Linked DNA regions of Sus scrofa: region 2 is linked to region 1. Evidence: chromatin contacts called from public HiChIP or PLAC-seq data. All regions are on one chromosome and are shown on one strand. Each heading gives the region's core, a stretch centred on a gene start, on an enhancer-like site or on the middle of the called end of the contact. The rest is flanking DNA. Distances are from core to core; before and after follow the strand shown. Region 1 has its middle 88 kb from the start of CLIC4. Region 2 overlaps RUNX3 (runt-related transcription factor 3).

Region 1 (6,139 bases), core at 1,070-3,569:
CATGCTGCAATTAACCACCTACAGGACCTTGGGCAAGTCTCTCACCCTTAGTTCATTCACTGGTGAGCCAAAGGTGCTGGAGTACTTCTAGCTCGCTGTCACTGGGCCTTCTAAAAAGCCTCTGATAATGAAAGTTTTTTTGGACCACCACGGTGAAAGGTATCTTTAGAACATGGCAGAATTTTTCTTTAAGAAAAAAAAAAATCCTCTATTGATAGTCAAACCAGTATCGTGCACCAGTTGGGCTCCAGTTCATTTACATTTTTGTCTTTAACATCAATTTTTAAAACAATTAAATTCGGGAGTTCCGCTGTGCCTCAGCGGAAACGAATCTGACTGGTATCCATCAGGAACCAGGTTCGATAGCTGGCCTTGCTCCATGGGTTAAGGATCCGGCATTGCCATGAGCTGTGGTGTAGGCTACAGATGAGGCTCAGACCCTATATTGCTGTGGCTGTGGTGTAGGTTGGCAGCTGCTGTTCTGATTCAACCCCTAGCCTGGGAACCTCCATGTGCCGTGGGTGTGGCCCTAAAAGACAAATAATAATAAAATCAGGTAACCTTAAGTTTCTGGCAAGGGCCATGGGATTCCTAGAGCACCTGTAGAGATTTGGGGAAACTATTCCAGAAAATGAGAGGACATCGTTGAAATGACACTGTTTCTGATGAAGGAAGGGGAAGGGAGCTATCACTGAGCTTTTCTTCTCCTGCCACTTCCTCGGTGGGGAAACCTCCTGGTCAGCCACAGTCAGATTTCACTGGCCTACAGTGACCTCTGCAGACAACAGAGAGTTACATCTCAGAGCCCAGGTGGCGGAAAAGACCCTTGTGCTCCCCCGGCCCCCAGAGTCCCCTCTCACCAAACAGGACCCTCCCTTACAAACAAAAATGGAGCACAGGTATGCTTGGTGCATGGTATTAGAGCCTTTAGCTCACTGGCATTGTCCCGACATGCCTGGCGCTTGGCAGGCTGGAGCGAAACACGGTACAGCCCAGGAACTTCTGACCACCCCACGAGAAAAGTGCACTTGGGGAGCTCCGGGCTGCTGCTTCACAGCTGGGCCATGAAATCAGCCTTCCTGAGTCCCCAGTTTGAGCCCCTCCCAACAAAGGAAAGGTGACAGCATGGTACCCAGCGCTCTGATGGTTAAGCTCTGGAGCCAGATGGCCTTGATCCATTCCTAGCTGTGTGAGCTTGAATCTCTCTATGCTTGAAGCTCCTTACCTTTAAAAGAGGGTTAATAACCATCTCTAACTCCAATGGAGTGTTGACAAGATGAAAGACTTGAAACGGTTACATATTTTAAAAACATATTTATACCTATAGGTATATAAACTCAGTACTGTAACTGGCACATCGTGTTTAATGAACATCATTTATGCATTTTTTTTTTGGCCCCACACCTGGAGCATGTGGAAGTTCTCAGACCAGGAACCCAGCCCAGGCCACAGTAGTGACCAGAGCCACAGCAAATGACAATGCCGGCTTAACCACTAGGCCACCAGGGAACACCAAAGATCCTTTGTTCTTCTTTGACTGAGGAAACGAGAGAAAGAGAGAACACTAGAAGAAACTGAAATATATAAAATAAGAAATAGGATCAGAAAGGTGTCACTGGATTTCTTTTTTATCCTCCCAAAGGCCGCTCTGAGGGCAGCTCGCCTCTCTTGAGGCCACTGCTCCCTCCAGGGCAGTCTGCAGACCAGGACCCTCCTCCTAGAGACAGTCACATTCAGCTCTGGGCGCGGAGCCCCCCTCCGAGGGGCATGCGGGAGGGTCTCGTGTGCGGGCTGCATCAGCTCTCCCAGCGGCAATCAGCTGGGCTCCGCGTGCGGCACCTGCGGGAGCTGCGACCCGCGGCTCTGAACCCCTGGCGCGGTAGTTGGCACGCGCTGCCGGCGGCGCAGGGGCGAAGCGGGGAGGAGCCCGGGCGCTAACCGCGGCGGCACCCCTCCCTCCTCGTCCCAACCGCCACCAGACCTGTCAGTTTGGCTTCCGAGGCGCTTCCTCCAGCCGCCCCGCGGGCCAGTGAGAACCCAGCGCGTGCAGAAGTGCGAAAGGGCTGCAAGAACCAGGCGCGGGGCTCCCGGCCGGGGGCAGCCAAAGCCCCCGGCGACCCGACCTCAAAGCACGGCCCTGCCCCCCGCAAAGGGTGCGACAGGGCCGGCCGGGCCTCCGGCGGGGCGGCAGGCGCCGCGCTGTAGGTGAGCGGCGGCGCGGGGAGCGTCCGTTCGACACAGGAAGGAGGGAAGGGGCCGGAGGTGCCTTCACAGCGCGGCAGGCGTGACAGATCTGATAAAGAGGAAGGAAGCCCTCCACGCGGCTGAACCGAGCTGCCGGCTCCGCAAACCGACGAGGTCCTGCAGCTGTCACGTCCCTGCTTGCAGCCGCGGGGCCGAATGGAAAGGAGCCTGCGCCTCCTGCTGGTCATTTTAGGAAGACCACGCGAGGCAAGGAAAGTCGGCCAAGGCTTCAGGGACTCTGGCGCGGCCACTGCCTCCTCAGCAGGTGGTAGAGCCCCTGGGGAGGTAAGTCTCCTGGGAGATGCGGGCCTTGTCTGGGCCTGGATCCTCTACCTTCGGTTCCTTGCAAGAGGCCTGCCCCAGGGAAGAAATACAAGAATAGATTGACTCTAGCTAGGCTCTGCTTACCTGGCAACCAACCCATTTATCTTTGCTGTCCTGGGTCAAGGAGCCAAGTCCATCCTAATGAGAAAAAAGGACAGAAGCACTTCTAAAGATTGCAGGGCACGATCCACTTATTGCTACGGGCTCCTCTGGGCTCTTAATTCTGGCTGTCACTTACTAGCTGTGTGGCCTTGAGCAAGTTTCTTAACATCCCTGTGCCTCAGTTTCCTCATCCATAAAGTGGGAAGCAGTCTCTATCTCACAGGATTGTTAGGAAGACCCAGTTAACATATGCAAAGTACTTAGAATAATTCTGGCTCACTGCACATATGTTTGTTAAATTAAAATTTTAAATTTCAGTGTAGGGTATAGGCTTGCTGCACTTGCTACAACTGTTTCCTTATTCTGGAGAGTTTTCTTGCTGTCTTTCAGCAATAATAGAATATTATCAATCTATATCAATAATAGAAATTATTAATCTCTATTTCAGTTCCACTGCAGAGAACATACTCAGTACAATTTCATTTCTTTGAACTTTGTGGAGGCCTTGCTTTATGGTTAAACATGTTGGATTACTTTGCTAAAAGCTCCACATGCTTGAAAAGAATGTGCGTTGGGCAGTTGTTGGATATAGTGTTCCAGTATTAGGTCGAAGTGGTTAATTGTGTTATTGAAATCTGCTATTCCTTACTGAGTTTGTGGGGAGGGGACAGTCCCTGCTCGTGTATCAGTTAGTGGAGAGCTATGTTAAAAACTCCAATTATGATGGCATACTTTCTTCTCCTTTTAGCTTCGTTAACATTTGCTGTATGTATCCAAGACTGTTATTAGGTTCATGTAAATTTAAGACTATTATGTCTTCCTAGTGAATAAACTTTCCATCATCATAAAAGGACATTATAAATGTCCTATAAGATGCCTTCTTTGTCTGTAGTAATACCTCTTGCCTCGAAGCCTGCTTTGTATGATAAATGGTTATACCTACTTTCTTTTGTTTGTGGTCAATTATTTGACTGTTTCATCCCTTAATTTCAACTTTTTATCCTCATAAAGTTTGTTTCTTATAAATATGTTTGTCTTGTAATTGTTTTAAATACAGTTTAACACTTCCTTGTAATTGGTTTAGCCCACTTACATTTCATGTAATATGGTGTAGGGTTTATAGCTAACTTTTTTTTTGTCTTTTCTAGGGCCACACCCATGGCACATGGAGGTTCCCAGGCTAGGGGTCGAATCAGAGCCATAGCCCCTAGCCTACACCACAGCCACAGCAATGCCAGATCTGAGCCATGTCTGCGACCTACACCACAGTTCACGGCAACGCCGAATCCTTAACCCACTGAGTGAGGCCAGCGATTGAACCTGTATCCTCATGGATCCTAGCTGGGTTCATTAACCACTGAGCCACGATGGGAACTCCTACAGCTAACCTTTTGCTATTTTTCCAACTGGTCCTGTCCCTTGTTCCTTTAGTCCTCTTATCCTTTCTTTTGGATTTGATTTTTTTTAAATTCCATTTTACCCTTGAATCTTAGATTTTTTAAGTTATTCTCATAATTAGCTTAGCAGTGACCCTACAGATTACAATATTTATCTAAGATCTACTATCATTTTCTGAAACTAGTACTTTTACCATTTGCCAAATAATATAAGGATCATACAAGTACAGAACTCTGCTTCCCTTCCTTCCACCTTTCCACCTATACAGTATATACAGTATATACTGGATACTATATAGTGTGTATAGCATACGGTATATATAATATGGTATATATAGTATACATTATATACTATGCGTGTATGTGTATGCATTTATATATACTGTTATGTATTCCACATTATATGTCTTCAAGATATTGTTTAAACGGTCAATGTTCTTTTATCTTTGCCTATTATTTACCCTTTCCATTATCCTTCATTCTTCCTTCCGGTTTCATACTACCATCTGCTGAAGTCCTTCGGGCTAAAGCACTTCCTTAAGTGTTTTCTCATACCCACGTCTGCTGGTGCCAAATTCTCAGCTTGCATCTGCCTGAACATGCCTTTATTTTGCCTTCATTGTTGAGGATGTTTTCACTAAGTAGACAATTCTAAGTTGGCAAATCTTTCTCAGTACTTTAAAGACTCTGGCTTTCAAAGTTTCTGCTGAAAAGCAGTCATCGCTCCTTCAAAGATGATGTCCCTCCCTGTCATTAGGATTTTCTTTGTCCTTGGTGTTCAGCAATTTGACCATAATATTCTTAGGTATAGTGTTTCTGGTTTTTGCTTGTTTTTTTTTTTTCTCTCTTATTCCATAATGTGTTTGCTGAGTTTTATGAATCTGTGGGTTGATGTCGTCAACAATTTTGGAAAATGCTCAGCCATTATGTCATCGAATATTGCTTCTGCCGCATTTCCTTTTATGTCCGGGACTTCGATTACATGTCTATCTTTAGATTGTGTTCCACATGTCTCTTATACGCTTCTTGTTTTTGTTGTTGTTTGTGCATTCTTTTTACTCTCTTTGCTTAATTTTGAATTTTTTCTATCAGTCTATCTTCAAGTGCTGATCATGTCTTTGGCTGTGTGCTCTGATATTAAACCCATACAATGAATTCTTAACCTCAGATTTGTGTTTTATTTTTTTTTCAAACAGCTTTATTGAGGTATAATTTATAAACTGTAGAATTCATCCATTTTAGATGAAAAATTTTTATTACTATTATTAAATTCATAAAGTTGAGCAGCCACTATTAGCACAATTCTTTTTTTTTTTTCTTTTTTCCTTTTTCCCTTTTAAGAATATATTTTGGATGACTTTTTTTTTGGCTGCACCCACGGTATATGGAAGTTCCTGGGCCAGGGACTGAACATGCATCACAGCAGTGACAATGCCAAATCCTTAACCTGTTGGGCCATCAAGGAACTCTCTAGATGACATTTAAATTGAACTTTTATTCAAACATAAAGAAAATCGACATTACTAATTTTGCCAATCAACCTGTCAATAGACTGATTATCCAAAACTTCAACCAGGCATAATTGCCCCTTGCAGTTTTTTAAAGTTTTTATTAATAAGCTTTTTTTTTTTTTTTTTTTTTGGCCACACCTGTGGCATGCAGTTCCTGGGCCAGGGATCAAACACGCACCACAGCTGTGACCCAAGCCACTGCAGTGAAAATGCTGAATCCTTAACCAGCTGCAAAAGAGAACTCTGCAATTTTTTTTTTTTTTCTTTTTAGGGCCTCACTCGCTGCACATAGAGGTTCCCAGGCTAGGGGTCTAATCAGAGCTACAGCTGCTGGCCTACACTGCAGTCACAGCAACACCGGATGGAAGCCACATCTGTGGTCTGCACCACAGCTCACAGCAACGCAGGATCCCACTTAACCCACTGAGAGAGGCCAGGGATCAAACCCGAAACCTCATGGTTCCTAGTTGGATTCGTTTCCGATGCACCATGACAGGAACTTCAGGAACTCTGCAATTTTTGAAAACTGAGATAAAATTTATATATCATAAAGCTTACCCT
Region 2 (6,139 bases), core at 1,294-3,793, 71 kb before region 1:
TCTGTCCAGAAGGCAGCTTGTAGGAGGCGGTCGGCGCCTGAACAGGGAACTGCAGCTGGCGCACATCTGTGCGCAGAGCCTAGCGGGGCACCTCCGCTGCGGGAAGAGTGCAGGCGTCAACTAGCGGTGGATTCCGGAACTGCTCCTGCACCCGCGGGCCCGGAGACCTCTGGCTGGGGACCCAAATGTCAACAACTCATATCCCCTGGTTCCAGCGCTCACCACTAGCAAGCGCCTTCCCTAGGGCTAGAGTCTTGCCGGTTCGTATGCCAGGTGCCAAGACCCACAGGAACCCCCTTTCTCAGGAAACCCGTTTGTAAACCCGCCATAGGACGAGAGGGAGAAATCAGGCGGAGAGACAGGTAAAGGCACGGGTACAAACCGAAACCACTCGACAAATCGAATTTACAAACCCCAGATGCAGCGGGTCCTGGCCCCAAAGCCAATCCAGGGCAGCACTGCGTCACCCGCCCTCCCCGGCTCCCGGCCCTATCTGGCCATGAAGAGGTGGGCTTTTCAGCGGGAAGGTCCCAAAGGTTGGACGCGCCAAGGCCCCAGTTCCTCACTTTCTAGTTCTGCGTCTAGCGATAGCGCTCCCGAGAGCGCGCGGGCCTGGGTCCCAGCGAACTGAAATTCCCAGGTGCAGGCTCCATTGAAAGGTCCAGTTAGGGACCCTTGCTGGGTCCCTAACTGGGCTCTCTACATGACTTGAGGGACTGAAGTGACACTCCAACAGGGGTAGGGACCAGCTCTCCAGGTGGTCGAGGTTGGGCCAGAGCCAGTCCGCCCTGGAGCGCACTCGAGGCTTGATTTCGTTTGGCGATGATGAAATGGCATGCGGGGCTGGGGTCTGATCCAGGGCGGGATCTTGCGGACGACACCTTCAGAGTCTCTTCTTCCATGCTCCCGAGGCTTGGAATCCGTCGTTTGGCACCTGCCCAGAGCCAGGAACAACGAATATCCAACCTGATCTCCAAAACGGCAGGGAGTTTCTCAGCACGCGTTCGTTGCCCAGACTCCAGGGAGTGCGTCTGGAGGGACAATCCAGAGTGAAGGCGGGCTTGAGCTTTCTAGTTCCCCTCTCCGATGTAACCCGTCCCTAGGCCGGCTTGCCTGGCCTGAGAAGAGGGAGAGGAAGGGATGTTTGCCTGTTTGCCGCCGGGCGTGGTTGGGCCCCGGGGGCCTGTGGTAGGAGCGAGGACCCAGGGCCCGCGAGGAGACAGTGCCTCGGTGGAGCTGTCTGTGTCCCTGCCGCCTGGCTCCAGCGCAGCCCCCCGGGCGTGGACCCACGGGGGCCAGTTTGTATCCACGTTGTGGGTGTTAATTCCCTTCTTTGGGAGCCAGAGCCCTTAGCTTTGCGGCCATTCCCGCACTCTCTGCATAGTTTTCTCCTCGCCCCGGACTCGGGTCCTTTCTTTCACGATGCAGGACCGTGGTTACATGAGCACGAGGGTGGGGAGAAATCGCGTTTTTCAGGTCCCATCGTGTTGTTCAAAGACCCACAGGCCGCCACAACGAAGAACGACGCAGCGAGGCCTGCGGAATCCTGAAAATTGTTTTGAGGAGAGAGCGGAGAGGAATGGGGTTACTCTACTCCAAGCCGAGGCAGGCGCGTGAGGGACACCCTTCCCTCCGTCCCCAAGTTGGCACTGCGGCCCCAGGCCGGGACGCAAGTCGCACAGGGCTGGGAGCTGCAGAGGCCGTTGTTTCTCCGTGTGCAGTGGAGGAGGGTCTTGGGTCAAAATAATTTGAGGGCAGGTAGAGGAGGTGAGCAGCCTCTTTGGGGGCAGATCTTCGCTCGATGTCACCAGCCTTGAGGCCCCAGCGACCCCTAGTTTAGGCTTCACAGGCCGAAAACAACTGGAGCTGGAAAGGCCTGGCTGCGGGCGACGGGGAAGGGCGACAGAAGGGGAGCTGCAGCCCCCGCGTTAAGGGGCAGCAGCAAAAGAGCCTTCTGGAGGGCCTGGACGTTTTAAACAAATTCTTAGCCTCGGCTCCATCTCCCCAGAACTCCCGAGGAGCCCGGGCTGTAGCGCGGCCGGCCCCCGACCCCAGGAGTCCTCGGCGGGGCGGAGCCTTCTGCCCCTCCCCACAGGGCGGCCTTCGGCGGTCCCCGTTCCTCCCCCTCGAGCACTGCCGAGGTGCCAGCGATGGGGGTTCCGATTGGCTGCGCGACGCGTCGCTCGGGCCGGCCCCGCCCTCGCGGGCCCCGGGGTACTAACCCCGCGCGGGCGGCTGCGGCGCCGCCACTTGATTCTCGAGGATTTGTTCTGGGGCTGCGGCCGCAGAGTCGGTGGGGCGGCCGCTAGCGGGCTGCGGGGGCGGGAGGCGGCGGCAGCAGCCGCAGCACAGCCCGCGCGCGGGCTCTGCGGTGACCGAGGCAGCCGGGACCGCCGCGAGGAGCGGCCGCACGCGGGCTGCGCGCCCAAGATGCGGGAGTAGCGGGCCGGCTGCGCGCGGCCGTCGGGGCAGCGAGGCCTCGCGGCGGGCGGGCCCCGGCGGGGCGTCCCCGGGCGCCGCCCCCTGCGCCCTGAGGCCCCAGCCCGACTGCTTCTGCTTTCCCGCTTCTCGCGGCAGCGGAGGCGGCGGAGGCGCCCGCGCCGGCTGCCCCTGGGGGAGCCGCGCCGCCGCCGCCCGCCCGGCGCCCTGACGGCCGCTGTTATGCGTATTCCTGTAGACCCGAGCACCAGCCGCCGCTTCACACCTCCCTCCACGGCCTTCCCCTGCGGCGGCGGCGGCGGCGGCGGCGGCGGCGGAGGCAAGATGGGCGAGAACAGCGGCGCGCTGAGCGCGCAGGCGGCCGTGGGGCCCGGCGGGCGCGCCCGGCCCGAGGTGCGCTCGATGGTGGACGTGTTGGCGGACCACGCGGGCGAGCTGGTGCGCACCGACAGCCCCAACTTCCTCTGCTCCGTTCTGCCCTCGCATTGGCGCTGCAACAAGACGCTGCCCGTCGCTTTCAAGGTGAGTGCGGGGCCCGGGGCGGGAGGGCACCGCACCGGCCCTGCGCCGCCGGTCGTCTCAGCTGCAGGAGGCAGGGCCCCGGGAGCCAGGGCCCCGGGAACGAAGGCGATGTGCCCGCGACCCTGCTGCGAGAGCCCAGCAGCCGGGCCAAGGGCGCTTTCGGTCTCGTTGCACACTCCGCCCGGGCACTTAGGCGTTCCTTCTCGGATGCACCGACACGGATGGCTTTTAGGAGGTTTGCCCTCTCCACCTTTGGGGAGCCCTGCAGAGAGTCGTTGATGCGGAAACGGGCGTATGGGGCTTCGCTCTTCCCCAACCCGGATCCCTCAAACACAGCCCTGCGAGCCCCGGGGCAGAGGAGCCCCGGGACCAGGGCGAGGCCACCGGAGGTGGGGTGCGGAGGGTGGAGAGGGCCTACCCTCCACTGCCAGCACCCCTCCTCCTGCACCGCTTCAGAAACACTTCCTGCTCACACCGTCAACCCCTGGCTTCTGAAATTTTACACCAGGCAACTCTAGGCCGGGATCGAGGGCACTGAACCCTAAACGATTGCGGCCAGAATCCCGTAGGTCAGGCAGAGAGTGGGGGCTCTGCCACCCCTGGCAGCCCCCAGTCATTCAGAGGAGCTTTTGCTCTTTACTGGGGAGTAGGCGACTGTTTCATTTTCATTTTTTTTAAGGGGGCAGCGAGATGAAACGAAAACGCCTTGGTTTTCCCCTAAACCTCTCACAGCTGCCGTGAGAAAGGGCAAGGCAGGAAGGGCCAGAGCCTGGGGGTGGCGGTGCCCCGAGGTGGCTGGAAACAGCGGCTCCTGGCAGCTGAGGCCGTCCTTGGTCCCATTAAGAGGACTCCAAATTGGAAAAAAGGATGAGTGGCTCTTTGAGGTCTCCCGGGTGACATCTTAAAATACCAGTGGGGAAAATCTCCCGAGGAGGAGGGGGAGGGGGAGGCCCGTGTGACTTTAATCCTCAGATCGGAGGTTTTACTGTCACTTGGAGCTTAAAAGGAATCTTTGAAATTAAAAGAAGACAGGATGTTGACAGGAAATCTGGCCTTTTTAATCAGACCCCAAACATTTTCTCCTTGAAATTTTTACCATCTGGATCCCTAGTCCCTGCACGCGGTGGCCACGTTTAAATGGCTGTGACTGCGTTTGCAGTCTGATTCCTTTTCAAAAGGCATCTGCCTCCCCACACTCCTCCGGGTGGGGGGTGGGGGAGACGGTATGGGGGGGCGCCCCACCCCCATGCTGCAATTCCCAGCAGGTGCATGCTCCTGCTATCAAAAGCCCCTCTCTCACTTTAAAGGGGTTTTCTATACCACCACCGCAAAACACCAGTTTGTTTTGTATTTTACATTTTCCCTGCATAACGAATTCGGGCTCTGCAGAGGCAGATAAACCGGACCTGGACCGTATTTCAGGGCTAAATCTCATACCCTAAAGGGCTCTCGCAGGAGAGCTGAATGTGGGGAGCAGTCCCACTATTATTGTTGTTGATCTTATTTTTACTTAGGGACTTGGTTGCTAGGAGCATGTTGATTCCTCTTTTGCCCAAGCCGAAGGGAAGAGAGGAACTGCGCCCCCGACAGAGCGCCTGTGCCCATTCACTGCTTTCACCTCGATTTAATTTCATTGAACGGATCCGTTTTTCAGAACGTGGCTTAACCAGTTGTTCTAGGATTTAGGGGTGGAAGGTAGAGATTTTTGCCTTCTGGGTTTTGTCGTATCTGGGGGCAAGTCTCTATTGTTTTGAAGCCTCTGCTCCGCCCGCATTTGAAAAATCCGCAGTGCGCCTGGGACCTTGGGGAGCTGCCCGCCCAGCCCCTCCCCTTCTTTCCCTGGCCACTACCTTCCTAAGCTGTCCCCCTGCCCCCATGCCCTCAGGTGGTGGCGCTGGGGGATGTGCCCGATGGAACGGTGGTGACAGTGATGGCAGGCAACGATGAGAACTACTCCGCTGAGCTGCGCAATGCCTCGGCTGTCATGAAGAACCAGGTGGCCAGGTTCAACGACCTTCGCTTCGTGGGCCGCAGTGGGCGAGGTGAGCGGGAGGGAAAAACGCGCCAGCCCCACTTTGGCAATGGCACAGGAGGCTGGGGGAGGTGAGAGGGAGGCCTCGGGGTCCCAGTGGCAGCCCCAGAAACAGGTCTCCAGGCCCAGCTCTCTCTAAACAGCAGTTTGGAACCCCTTAGGGTATTGCAGGCCCTTTTGAGGATGTCAGAAAAGTTAAGGTCTTTTGCCAGAAAAGACACAACTTTCTCCCCGCTTCTGGGGTCTACTAACGCGTGAAGCCTTTCCCGCCTCCTCTCTTTCCCGATTAAGCGCCCTGGTCTCACAAAAGATACGGGGAGAAGACCGTGGATTAACAAGCTCAAAATGGGGCCTCATGGATCTTTCTCGGCAAGGTGCTTAGAGGCGGGTTTAGACAACTCTTTGGTCTTTGGGGCCAAGCACCCTAGCCGCTCTCCCCACTCGGGTGGAGTCTTCCCCGCACTTTGAGGCTGCCTCTCCCCAGCTGTGGTCTCCCAGAGCCACAGCTGGCCACAGTTTGGGCAGTCCTTAGAGCCTCAAGGTGGTTGAGAAAAGAAACGAATGCATGCAGGATGCTGAAGGTTGGAGAGTGTGCTTTGAAGCCCTGTAGAATCAGTGTCGGCGTGCCACCCTGCCTCTCTGATCTTCCTCGGACCCTATGGAGGAAGGCAGAACCAGCCGCCACGGTGGCTGCTGTCAGGGGCTGTTGAGTGGGAGGCAGCTGGGACCTGAAACCGATCATCACTTCTGGGTGGAAAAGTCCGAGAACCCCTGCCCGGGCGAACATGGAGACTCACTGGCCCTTTAAGACCAGCCTGCGGAAAAGTGGGGAGTGCCCTTCCCAGGCACCAGCCTGCCCCTCCAGCTCCTTAAGAAAGTAATCGAGGCTCCCTCTGCTTCCAGTCTCCATAGAGGCTGAGGCAGAATTGTACTTTTCATCACCAATAAACAGGACCTTCTTAAGGTTTTAGTTCCCTCTGAGCCGCCTCGGAAACGGGCATCTGGGCACCATTTTTTCTTCTCCAGCCGTTCAGTGTATACATACAAATGTCAAACATATTTTGACTTTTCAGCATTAATTAAAACCAGGGCATTATTTGCATGTAATAACTGTTTACTTGTTACTTTTTATGAAACTGAAATAGT

What was found. HiChIP or PLAC-seq counts read pairs in DNA pulled down with a chosen protein or histone mark.
Region 2: a contact with region 1 is called in an H3K27ac HiChIP or PLAC-seq map of alveolar macrophages. The contact joins two enhancer-like sites. A contact is called at or near these places in 5 of 47 Hi-C or Micro-C datasets (alveolar macrophages, blood and embryonic fibroblasts) and 1 of 2 datasets of contacts at active chromatin or transcription factors (alveolar macrophages).

Annotation. Positions count from the first base shown.
Region 1 is chr6:82,485,996-82,492,134 of Sscrofa11.1, reverse strand. No RefSeq gene overlaps it. Among named protein-coding and RNA genes, the nearest start is that of CLIC4, 88 kb to the right of the region's middle. Within about 2 kb of position 2,319, at least 29 of the 83 cell types and tissues checked have an H3K27ac peak or open chromatin away from gene starts, as enhancers often do. A contact at or near this core is called in alveolar macrophages, where this site is marked.
Region 2 is chr6:82,557,080-82,563,218 of Sscrofa11.1, reverse strand. It overlaps RUNX3 (runt-related transcription factor 3), which reads left to right. Exons shown (of 6, transcript XM_021095592.1): 2 at 2,678-2,961; 3 at 4,847-5,003. Among named protein-coding and RNA genes, the nearest start is that of RUNX3, 35 kb to the left of the region's middle. Within about 2 kb of position 2,543, at least 19 of the 83 cell types and tissues checked have an H3K27ac peak or open chromatin away from gene starts, as enhancers often do. A contact at or near this core is called in alveolar macrophages, where this site is marked.